Regions from separate parts of the Mus musculus genome. Here regions 1 and 2 are each linked to region 3. The links are chromatin contacts, called in public HiChIP or PLAC-seq maps. All regions are on one chromosome and are shown on one strand. Each heading gives the region's core, a stretch centred on a gene start, on an enhancer-like site or on the middle of the called end of the contact. The rest is flanking DNA. Distances are from core to core; before and after follow the strand shown.

Region 1 (3,090 bases), core at 425-2,924, 2.1 Mb before region 3:
TGTACTATTAGGTGTAAAATTAACTAGTGAATAAATAGCTAATAACATTTTAAATATTGCTTTTCCTTGTTGGCCTTTTTAATTCGAAATTTCCAATGCTTTTATTTTAACTATCTGCACATGAAGCTCTGCTGCATAAAGAACAATTCGGTGCATTCACTAGTACACAACTAGTTTAGAGTAATGGGTTTTATACTGCTTCTAGTGGAAGTCAAAGTGCCCTTTATAGCTGAACAGGAAGAGTGTGGTGTATAAAACAGGACACTAAATATCAATGCGATTTCCTAAGCACAGAAAACTGGGCTCCAGCAGTTTTGATTTATTGCAGTGTTTCAAGAACCCAGAGAAAGTATGGTGGCAACAACTTTAGCTAGTGTTTACATCAAGTGTCCAAGATGCAACTAATGAGGGACACCCAGTAACTTGAGCATCACCAAGAATTAGTGAGCTAATCAAACATTTCCTTAAACTGAAACCAAGAGCCAAACTTCCCTTACTGTCTTTAAACATTTACATATTCTGGACATGCAAAAAATATTTTTTAAAAAATTTGTACTTTAGGTTTAAAAGTCCCGTTCTGGCATTACATTTGCATATGCCCTTTTGTTTTGTTTTTCATAGAAGGAAACCTAACACACATTCTTTGGCTGAAATACAAGAATGGAACAATACGAAAAAGATTAACTCTCAGAATGGTGAGAGCACAGTGGATATAGATGAACTGGGACTGGACACACAGACAAGACACAACCGGGAGCCGGCACACAGGTAACACGGGGCGGGTTACAGACATTTTAACATCTACAGGGACATTTTTTTTTTAAATTCGCCTTTTGGTGTAAGCAAAAGATACAAACATCTGGGCAAGTGGGATAGGCACCATTACCAACAAAACCGCCGCCCGCTCTCACCTCGCACGCGGCTCGGCGATGCCCTGCCCGGGCGGCTTCCGGGTGGTGGTCTGCAGCACGCGACCCGGGCGGCTGCCCCTAAGTTCACCAAGTTTTCCACCGTGCGCCTCCCCGGCCCGGCTTCCGCACACACTGACCGCCCAGGCCCCCGGGCTTTCCAGCCGCCTGCACCCGCGCCGCCCAGGGCGAGCCCGGAGGAGCCCGTCCTCCTCGCTGCCCCGCCACGCGCGGCCACCGAGCGCGCGCCGCGCCGGCCACGCCTTGTTGACAGACACCGAGGCCCGGGCGCGGCGGGGCGGGGCGTTGTTCCCGTCGCGCCCCGCGCGCGCCCCCGGCCGCCGCCGCCGACCTCCCCGCCCGACTCCGGGCTGCGGCCCCGAACCTCCGCCGTACCTGCTGCCGGGGGCGGCTTCCCCCACACAGCACCCCGGGCCGCGCGGACGACGGCGGCAGCGGCGGCGGCGGCTCCCGCGCCTCTCACATGAGGCCTCCCGGGGCCCCGTCTCCGAGCTCCCGCCGTCGCGGCCCCCCGCGCTCCGCCCGCATCCGAGACGCTGGTCCCGCGGCGGGCGCCGACGCGGCTCCACCTTTGCGGCTCCGGCTGCCCCGGTGTGTGGGGAGGAGAGCGTCGCGTCCCTTCTCTGTCCCGCGCGGTCTGTGTCCTTCGCCCCGGCACCTCCTCGTCGCCCGCCCGAGACGCCCTAGGCGAGCAGCGATCGACAGCAGCGAGCCCGAAGCTTCGGCCCAGTTAGGGAATCCAAAATGGCGCCCGCAGTTCGCGGCCGCGCGCTTGCCCCTGCGCGTCCCCGCCCGAGGGGGCGGGCGCGCGGCCGAAGGGGCTGGCCGGGCGCGCGCACCGAGGCGGCTCCAGCCTCCCGGGCTGTCCCTGGCCAAGTTTGTTTAGGGGCGGAATGTGGGCGGGTTGGTGTTCGCCAGACGTGGCTGGCCTTTCCCAGGGTTAAAACCGGAAAGTTTAGGGCGGGGGAGCCGACGCCAAAGGCGGAGGGAGTGTCTGCAGGGCGGGACGCACCCCTACCGGACGTAAACATCACCTGACAGCGACCCACCTCCGCGAGGAGGGCGCGGCCAAGGGAGCCTCTGAGGTTGCTGTCTGTACCTAGAAAAAGAATAAATAAATCAACGTGGTGGACGTTGCGATCACTACGGGTTTCTTAAGACAATATTTGCATTTCCATTTTTCCAAGGCTTTTTTTTAATGAGTCATAACTTTTTCAAAATCACATTTACTTATGAAACAGAACCCCCAAGTCTGAGATTTCTTTTCAGAAACACGTAAAGTGTGAAGAAGCAGATGGCTAATTAAAAAAAGACAACCCCCACTCCTCGCTCCCGGGTGGTGGAGCGTTTTGTAAGTCAAGGAGTCTTTTAAATGCTATCAAATATTTGACTTTTTTTTTTTTAAGTTTGGACTTGGAGATACTGAGTTTTTCCTAAAATAAGAAAAGTCCCCAGAAAATCTTAAGGTTAGCTGTATACCATGCCTTCTGCTTTTTCTGTGTTATTTCTCCAAAGTAAAGATCTCTTCTCTCTCTTTCGTTTCCTACCCTCCTCAGTTTTCTTTATACTGATTTTCATTTTGTAGATCAGGCTGGCTTGGAACTCTGAGATCCACCAACCTCAGCCTGCTCAATGCTGAGATTGAAGAAATGTGCCACCACACGGAACAAAAACATGCTGAACTTTAAAATGCTTTTATGTACTTGTTTTTAATTTACTATTAATTTTATAAGCTTTTCGTTTTGTTGTAGGTGTGAGTGTGCGCGTGTGCGCGCGGCGCGCGCATTTGAGTGCAGTGCCCGTGGTGTCTGGAGTGGATGTTGGATTCCTTGGAGCTGGAGTTATTTACAGGCAGATGTGAGCCACTCATCCTGAGCGCTGGGAACTGAACTCAGATCAGCTGGAAGAACAGCAAGCACTCTTAACTGCTAAGCTGTCTCTCTAGCCCAGAGTAAATTATTATATTTTTTAAAAGATGAAGTCATGAGAACAGGTTCTGTCACACACTTAAGACCGTCACCATATAATGTACATTTAAACAAACTAGAAGAAAGGAGTTTTAATCTTTTTAACCAGAAAAAAATATGTCTGAGGAGTTAGAATGACTAACCCGATTTAAACATTAGACGTTGTGTATATGAACTGAAGGGGCTGGAGCACT
Region 2 (3,092 bases), core at 191-2,690, 2.1 Mb before region 3:
ATGAGTGACTATTACAATTTCTAACTTTACTAAATTCAACCCTAAATTGAACCTTTAAACTCACCTTTGACCTATTGTAGCATCTTTGACATTATGCTGTGATAGGCAAGAAAAACTGTTAAGAAAAATCTGAAATTAGAGGCTACAATACAGTTGATGTATTTGTTTAGGGCAGTTAAGCACCTATAAAGCAGGTGAGTATATCTAAGGCCTACAAACCTAGTTAAAATATCATTACTCTTTCATTAAAATGTGGTTAGAAAATTGGTGTGTCCGAAGCAAAAAAGCATGTCGTGTTTGACAGAACCTTTAGCAACCTGGAAACCCTTCTCAGAATAGTGATTTATTTAGTTCACAGAGTTATAAATAAGAAAGCAAAGATGAGCTTGAACTTAACACGTTTGCCTGGCTAGTTATCATCCTGAAGTCAAAAAGAGAAAGCCAGCCATCACCTGCTAGGACACGTTAAAGTATCATGATGACACCCTGTTTTTTTCATTCCCTGAGAAACTTTGTCTCCTAAAATTTACAGACTTAATTTTTTTTTTTTTCCTTTTGGAAAATACATCAGCAAGGACGAAACAGCTAGAACCTTTGGCAGAGGAATCTCTGAGAATATCAGCCTCACACTACAACCCAGATAGGTCCAAAACTTTTGATAAAGGGTTTCTGGATCTGACATTTCTATCTCTTCTTGAGCTTCAGAGTTGGCAAGCAAAAAGGATCCCGTGTTCGCTTTGTAGTTCAGACCTCATGCAGCTCCTATGTGCATACACATAGTGGGTTTGCTAGGAGATCTCCAAAATACTGCCTGTTCCAGTCTCATCTCCAGCGTACGTGAGTGATCTTGGTTGCCATCACTCAGTGCAGTGGCCTGAACAGCCTGATTCCGTATGGCGTGATGCTCTTAGCAATCTTACACTTACTGGACAAAGGAGGACCGGAGGATAAATGGATTAAACCTAGCTCTATTGGTCGGTCTTAAGCTTTGAAGAGTCACGGATAATACTAAGTGTGGCAGAGGACAGAACCGGAGCAGAGCAGTCCAAGTCTGGTGATGCCGATGGCAGCACGGAAAGCATATTGTCATTGCTGATCTTTGCAACATTCTCAGAGAGGCCAGGAGAGGGCAATCATTTCCTGTAATGTCCTCATTTTTTAATTCCGCTGAGCACCCAGTGTCTCCAAGCAGAAGATTTGTGTTGGAGACTGGCCTGGGCCATGTGGGTCAAGAAAGTTCATAAGTGTTTTATTGTTGTTACGGTTTGGCTGGTGATGGCTGCGGGGAGGGCAGAAAGCACCTTTGCGCTAGAGGCATAGCACACATCCACCAGGCTGGAGTGAGTTTTGCAGTACCAGTCTCACCCTTCCGGGAGGACAGGGCTTTTTAGCGTCCAGCGCACGCGCGCTGGAACAGAGGCGCCCCGCCCCGGCCGGGACAGGGGAGGCGTCACGCGCCCGGAGGTCACACGGCCAAGCCGGCGCTGGTGCTTGGCTGGCTCCTCGCGGCGGCGCGCACGCAAGGCCGACGCCGGGGCCCCGGAGCCTCCGGGATCTCAGGGAGCCGCGGATGCTGCGCGGGGGGCCATGTGGAGCGCACTGGCGCCCGGCGCTCGCGCTGGCGCTGCTCGGGCTGGCGACGATTCTGGGCGCGTCCCCGACGTCTGGGCAACGCTGGCCGGTGCCCTACAAGTGAGTGAGACGGAGCGGGGCGGGGAGGGGACTTGGAGAGGGCGGATCCGATACCTTAGCGCGCCCGGGGACGCAGGGCACAGGGCGGGCGACACTAAGAGCATAGTTCCTAAATAGTTGGCAACTCGGGGATCCTCACCGGTTCTGGGCAGTTCAGAGTCCTGGGAGGAATGGAGAGTGACATCACTGCACGGAGTGACTTTTAGGTGCTACTGACTTGGAGAGCAGGTTAAAATGTTTTAAACACTGCAATTATTTCATGCCTTATCGTTAGCTGCCATTGCATAACATTTGGGGAGAATTTACAGGGAGCCTGCTTGCTCCCCTGTGTCCTTACTGAGCTAAATGGGGAATTTAGCTGACTGACCCGGGGAATTTCCTCCCTAGGCTAGTCAGGATCACCTTGTTGGTCCACTTCAACCTGGAGGGTAGGTAGGGCTCCGGACCTGAGGAGGTGATCGCAGTCTTTGACTTAGCTAAGTTTTGACAGCCTGTGGGGAATTGCGAAACAAGAAGCGCTCGGTCTTCGGGGTTGCGGGGGACAGGGGTGGGTGGAGTGGTGGCTGGCGTGGGCATAGTGAAGTGGAAAGAGATGCAGCTTTTGAAAGCATATGTTTTGCATAACAGAATGAGGGGCGGGGGGGTTCATGGCATGATGCATGTTCCTCTAAGGAGTTCTTAGTTCTGAAGGCTGCAGACCAAATCTGGTCCCATTTGCTCATCCTCTGTGCGGTCTTAGGGAATTTAACTCAGAATCTTCATGCTCACATACCCTGGACAGAAAACAGGAAATGATAGTAGCCCTCGCATTTCTGGTGAAAACCAGCAGTTGCCAAACTTAAATATTCATGTGTTCTGTTCATGAATTGGTTCTTCTAAATATATATGAGAGAAAAAAAAGTTTAGGGTTGAGGTTGGTTTTCATGAAAATATTCACAAGAAAAAAAAAACCTTAAATACCCAATAAAACAAGAAAGAGATTGTAAATCTCAAAGTATTTTATCTAATACCAGGAGACGGAGGCTGACTGGTCTTTTGACTCTAAAGAAGCCCCGATTGACATTCCCACCTGACAACTGGTATATAGCTGTAAGTTAGATCAGGTTTTGTCCCCGTGTTAAGATTGTTAGAAGAGCAATTCTGAGGATGGTTCTCTTTCTCACCAGGCGCTTCTCTTTCCGTCCGAAGACAGATCCCTACTGTCAAGCTAAGTATACTTTCTGTCCTACCGGCTCGCCCATCCCAGTTATGAAGGACAATGACGTCATCGAGGTCTTACGACTACAAGCCCCGATTTGGGAATTTAAATATGGAGACCTCCTGGGACACTTTGTAAGAATGCATCTTGATCTTGTAGCTTTACTTAAGTAATTCAGCTATTACTTTGACTTAAATGAGTA
Region 3 (3,039 bases), core at 257-2,756:
CAGACCCCATTCAAACCACGGTTACATGGTCCTCTACTATCATAATGGCCATAACTGGGCATAGCTGAAGTGTATCTTATTGCAGCTTATCAACCCAGGAGAATGTTAAAGTCCTGTCCCAAAGCTCCCCACAGTATATGGTAAAAACTTAACGCATGCATTAAATAAGTGAATTACCTGCCACTGCATTTCAAGTTGCTATTGTAAATCAACGATGCAGAAAACAACCTATGATGTATTTTGCATTAAATAAATACATAAAATATTCCTAAAATCTTTCAATATTTCAACAGTCGCACAAACTACTCAATTTCTCCTTAAATGCCAAATATTCCATACGGATAGAGATTTGGGTTTGTTGGTTTTTTTCCCCCTTCTTCAAAGTAATAGGATGTAGGTGGCAAGGGGTCTGGGGCTTCCTGGGCTTAGCACCTGTTACATCTTCAATCAGTTAAGAGAGGTGCGTATGAGCCACACACCACATGGAAGACGTGGCCTTTCTTTAAGGGACTGTAAGCGAAACCTTAGGTTTTTAAACTCGAACTTCCCTGATCCCTAAGAAAAAGCCATGCACTTCGTCTTAAGAAGCACTGTGGAACTATCTACCACCGGGAGGAGAAGCTAGCACTCGGGAGGAGCCGAGAAGCCGATGTGGAGGGCCTCGGAAGACACACACAGGTGTACGGGGAAGTTTGCCATCGGTCTGCCTATAACGGGAAAGGGGAAAGCAAAGCAGGGCACACCGGTTCAAAGATCAGCTCGACCATTACAATCAAGCCCAGCTCCAGCTTTGGCTATGTTGAGCCTGGACGGGAAGGTGGGCGAACAGAGAAAGCAGAGCCTTGGGGGGACTCCCCACCTCCCGGTTCTTCGCTTCGGCCTCCACCACTGAGTAAACTGCCCCGATCGGGGCGCCCGCCTGTCCACCACCGCCATCCCTGCGAGCGAGCACTGCTCCCCCGGGGGTTACTCACATGGGCTCGAGGGTCTTGCTGAGCCAGGACTTGAGCGCCTCGAAGTTTTCGATGATCATCTTAGAAACCATCCACCGCGGCCCCGAGGCCGGCCTCGCTCCTGCGCTCGCCCAGGTCGCCGCCGCCGCCCCCTCCTCCGCGCGCCGTCCGCGTGGGCAGCGGTGGGAGGTGCCGGTGGCAGGTCCCCGCGAGCCGCGGGTCGGCGAGCACCTCGGCGGGGGCCGCCGCAGGCCACGCGCCCACCGGGTCCCCGGAGCTTCTCCCCTCGGCGGACCCTGGCCCGGGCTGAGGCAGCAACCGTTTGCCGGCCGGGCCCTCCCCCCTGCCCCGCTCCCCCAGTGAATCTTCCCGAAGGGGAGCCGAACGCGCTCCGACCCGGGCTCTCCTCTCAGCTTTGGGATTAGGTGCTTGGTTGGTGGCCACGCGGCAGAGCAGACGTGAAGAAAAGCGACAACGAAGGGCGGCTCAATGGGAACGGTTCGGGGGTCTTCCCGGCTTCCAGCACCCCCAAGAAGATGGCTGCCGGTAAATCTCGCGAGAATGAGTGCGAGTCTCGCGGTGCGGCCCGGAGCATGCTGGGAAGAGACGCAAGTTCGGCCGGGTGAGAGCTGGGCAAATCCAGTAGTGGATCGAGGATTGACCAATCGCAAGGGTTGAGGCCTCGGTCCCCTTTTATCCATCGGCCTTCGTGGTGAATAAGCACAAGCGCCGTCTTACTTCACCAGGATGGAGTGGCCGCGGGCTCCCAGGCCTTGTCCTCTGAGAGGATTGTGCTTGTCAGCACGAGTGAACCTAGAAGATGGGAGCTCTCCATAAGAAGACGGCCAGCAGTGTTTGCAGGGGTCCTGCACTGTGCGACCTGCCCTCGGTGTCACAGCATCCTCCAGTACCATCTTCTGTGTGTGCTGCCCCGTGCACACGATGGGTAAACACACACTGGTCTAATCTAACCCACCGAGACCTCCAGAGGATTAGTGTTCTTATCCCAAAGTACAGGACTTTTTGGCCAAGGTCTAATGACCTATGGATGCCCCAAACCAAAGATACCTTGTTGATTTCCAACCTACAAGAGAAAAAAAAAAAAAAAAAAAAAAAAAAAAACAGTTTTGTTACATTTTAAATTCTGTTCATTTAGAAAAGTTTCAACTTTTCTCCAAGAAATTACAATGTACTAAAGAAGAGCATTCAAACCAGCATCCTATATACATCATAGGTGGTCCCGCAAGTTTGGTTCTATTATATTATTAGGAGACTACCAAAGACTAGTAGGCAATGGGCCACAATGGAATGAAAAAATAGTGGAATGGACAAATGGAATGAAAAAGTAGTCCACGAGTCTAAAGACACGGTCGGTGAACCATAAAGAAAGTCTTGATGCGACAGAATTTGCAATATGCTGGAGTGGAGTGTCCTTTAAGCATTAACTAAAAAGGTTATAAAATACAAAGCTAGACGTTTGCTCTAAAATATGATGCCATGAGTGAGACGTTAATTAGATTTAAGCTAATGAAGAATTAAGATATTAATTAAGATGATTTAGCTAACTGAAATACCGCAGATATGAAAAGACAAAATATTTAGAATTCCATTTCTAGAGGTTGCTAGAGTCCCAGGAGTGACCGAATGCAGAATGGTGGTTGCCAGGAGGCAAAGGGGGATCTTGAGAATTACGTCTCAGTGATGCAGAGTTTCAGTTTGGAATGATAAGAGTTCTGAAACAGTTGGTGACTGAACAGTTTGACTATACATCTAATGCCATGAAGTTGTACACATACAATTATTAAAATGGTAAACTTTAGGTTACATATAGAATGTATAAATAATATACTATTGAGAATCGCGTGTTTCTGTTTAAAGGCACCATACCCAATATTGTCGATGAATCAATATTGACTCCTGTTCCCGGGCACTGTAGCACATGTTTAAACAAAGCCCGTATAGTCCATGTGCTTTTCTCTGTAAAATACATCATGGCCTTCTTATATGTGGGAACCATAGAAAGCACTCCACTGTTGCGTATGGAGAACGGGGGTATTTTAAATCACCAAGAAAAAACAATCTCATA

The links. HiChIP or PLAC-seq counts read pairs in DNA pulled down with a chosen protein or histone mark.
Region 1: a contact with region 3 is called in an H3K27ac HiChIP or PLAC-seq map of regulatory T cell precursor, with 24 times the contacts expected there. The contact joins the promoter of Fbxl3 here to the promoter of Rbm26 in region 3. A contact is called at or near these places in 4 of 39 promoter capture datasets (hippocampal neurons, liver and pre-B cells), 1 of 484 Hi-C or Micro-C datasets (the G1E-ER4 cell line), 4 of 115 datasets of contacts at active chromatin or transcription factors (astrocytes, extraembryonic endoderm stem cells, large pre-B cells and 1 more) and 1 of 9 other capture datasets (adipose tissue).
Region 2: a contact with region 3 is called in an H3K27ac HiChIP or PLAC-seq map of thymic regulatory T cells, with 11 times the contacts expected there. The contact joins the promoter of Cln5 here to the promoter of Rbm26 in region 3. A contact is called at or near these places in 2 of 39 promoter capture datasets (hippocampal neurons and liver), 1 of 484 Hi-C or Micro-C datasets (the G1E-ER4 cell line), 2 of 115 datasets of contacts at active chromatin or transcription factors (astrocytes and thymic regulatory T cells) and 2 of 9 other capture datasets (adipose tissue and embryonic stem cells).

Annotation. Positions count from the first base shown.
Region 1 is chr14:103,097,858-103,100,947 of GRCm38.p6, forward strand. Fbxl3 (F-box and leucine-rich repeat protein 3) reads right to left here and starts at 1,675. Exons shown (of 5, transcript NM_015822.3): 1 at 1,305-1,675.
Region 2 is chr14:103,068,776-103,071,867 of GRCm38.p6, forward strand. Cln5 (ceroid-lipofuscinosis, neuronal 5) reads left to right here and starts at 1,441. Exons shown (of 4, transcript NM_001033242.1): 1 at 1,441-1,692; 2 at 2,859-3,024. The coding sequence starts at 1,571.
Region 3 is chr14:105,175,808-105,178,846 of GRCm38.p6, forward strand. It overlaps Rbm26 (RNA binding motif protein 26), which reads right to left and starts at 1,507. Exons shown (of 22, transcript NM_001368684.1): 1 at 975-1,507. The coding sequence starts at 1,045.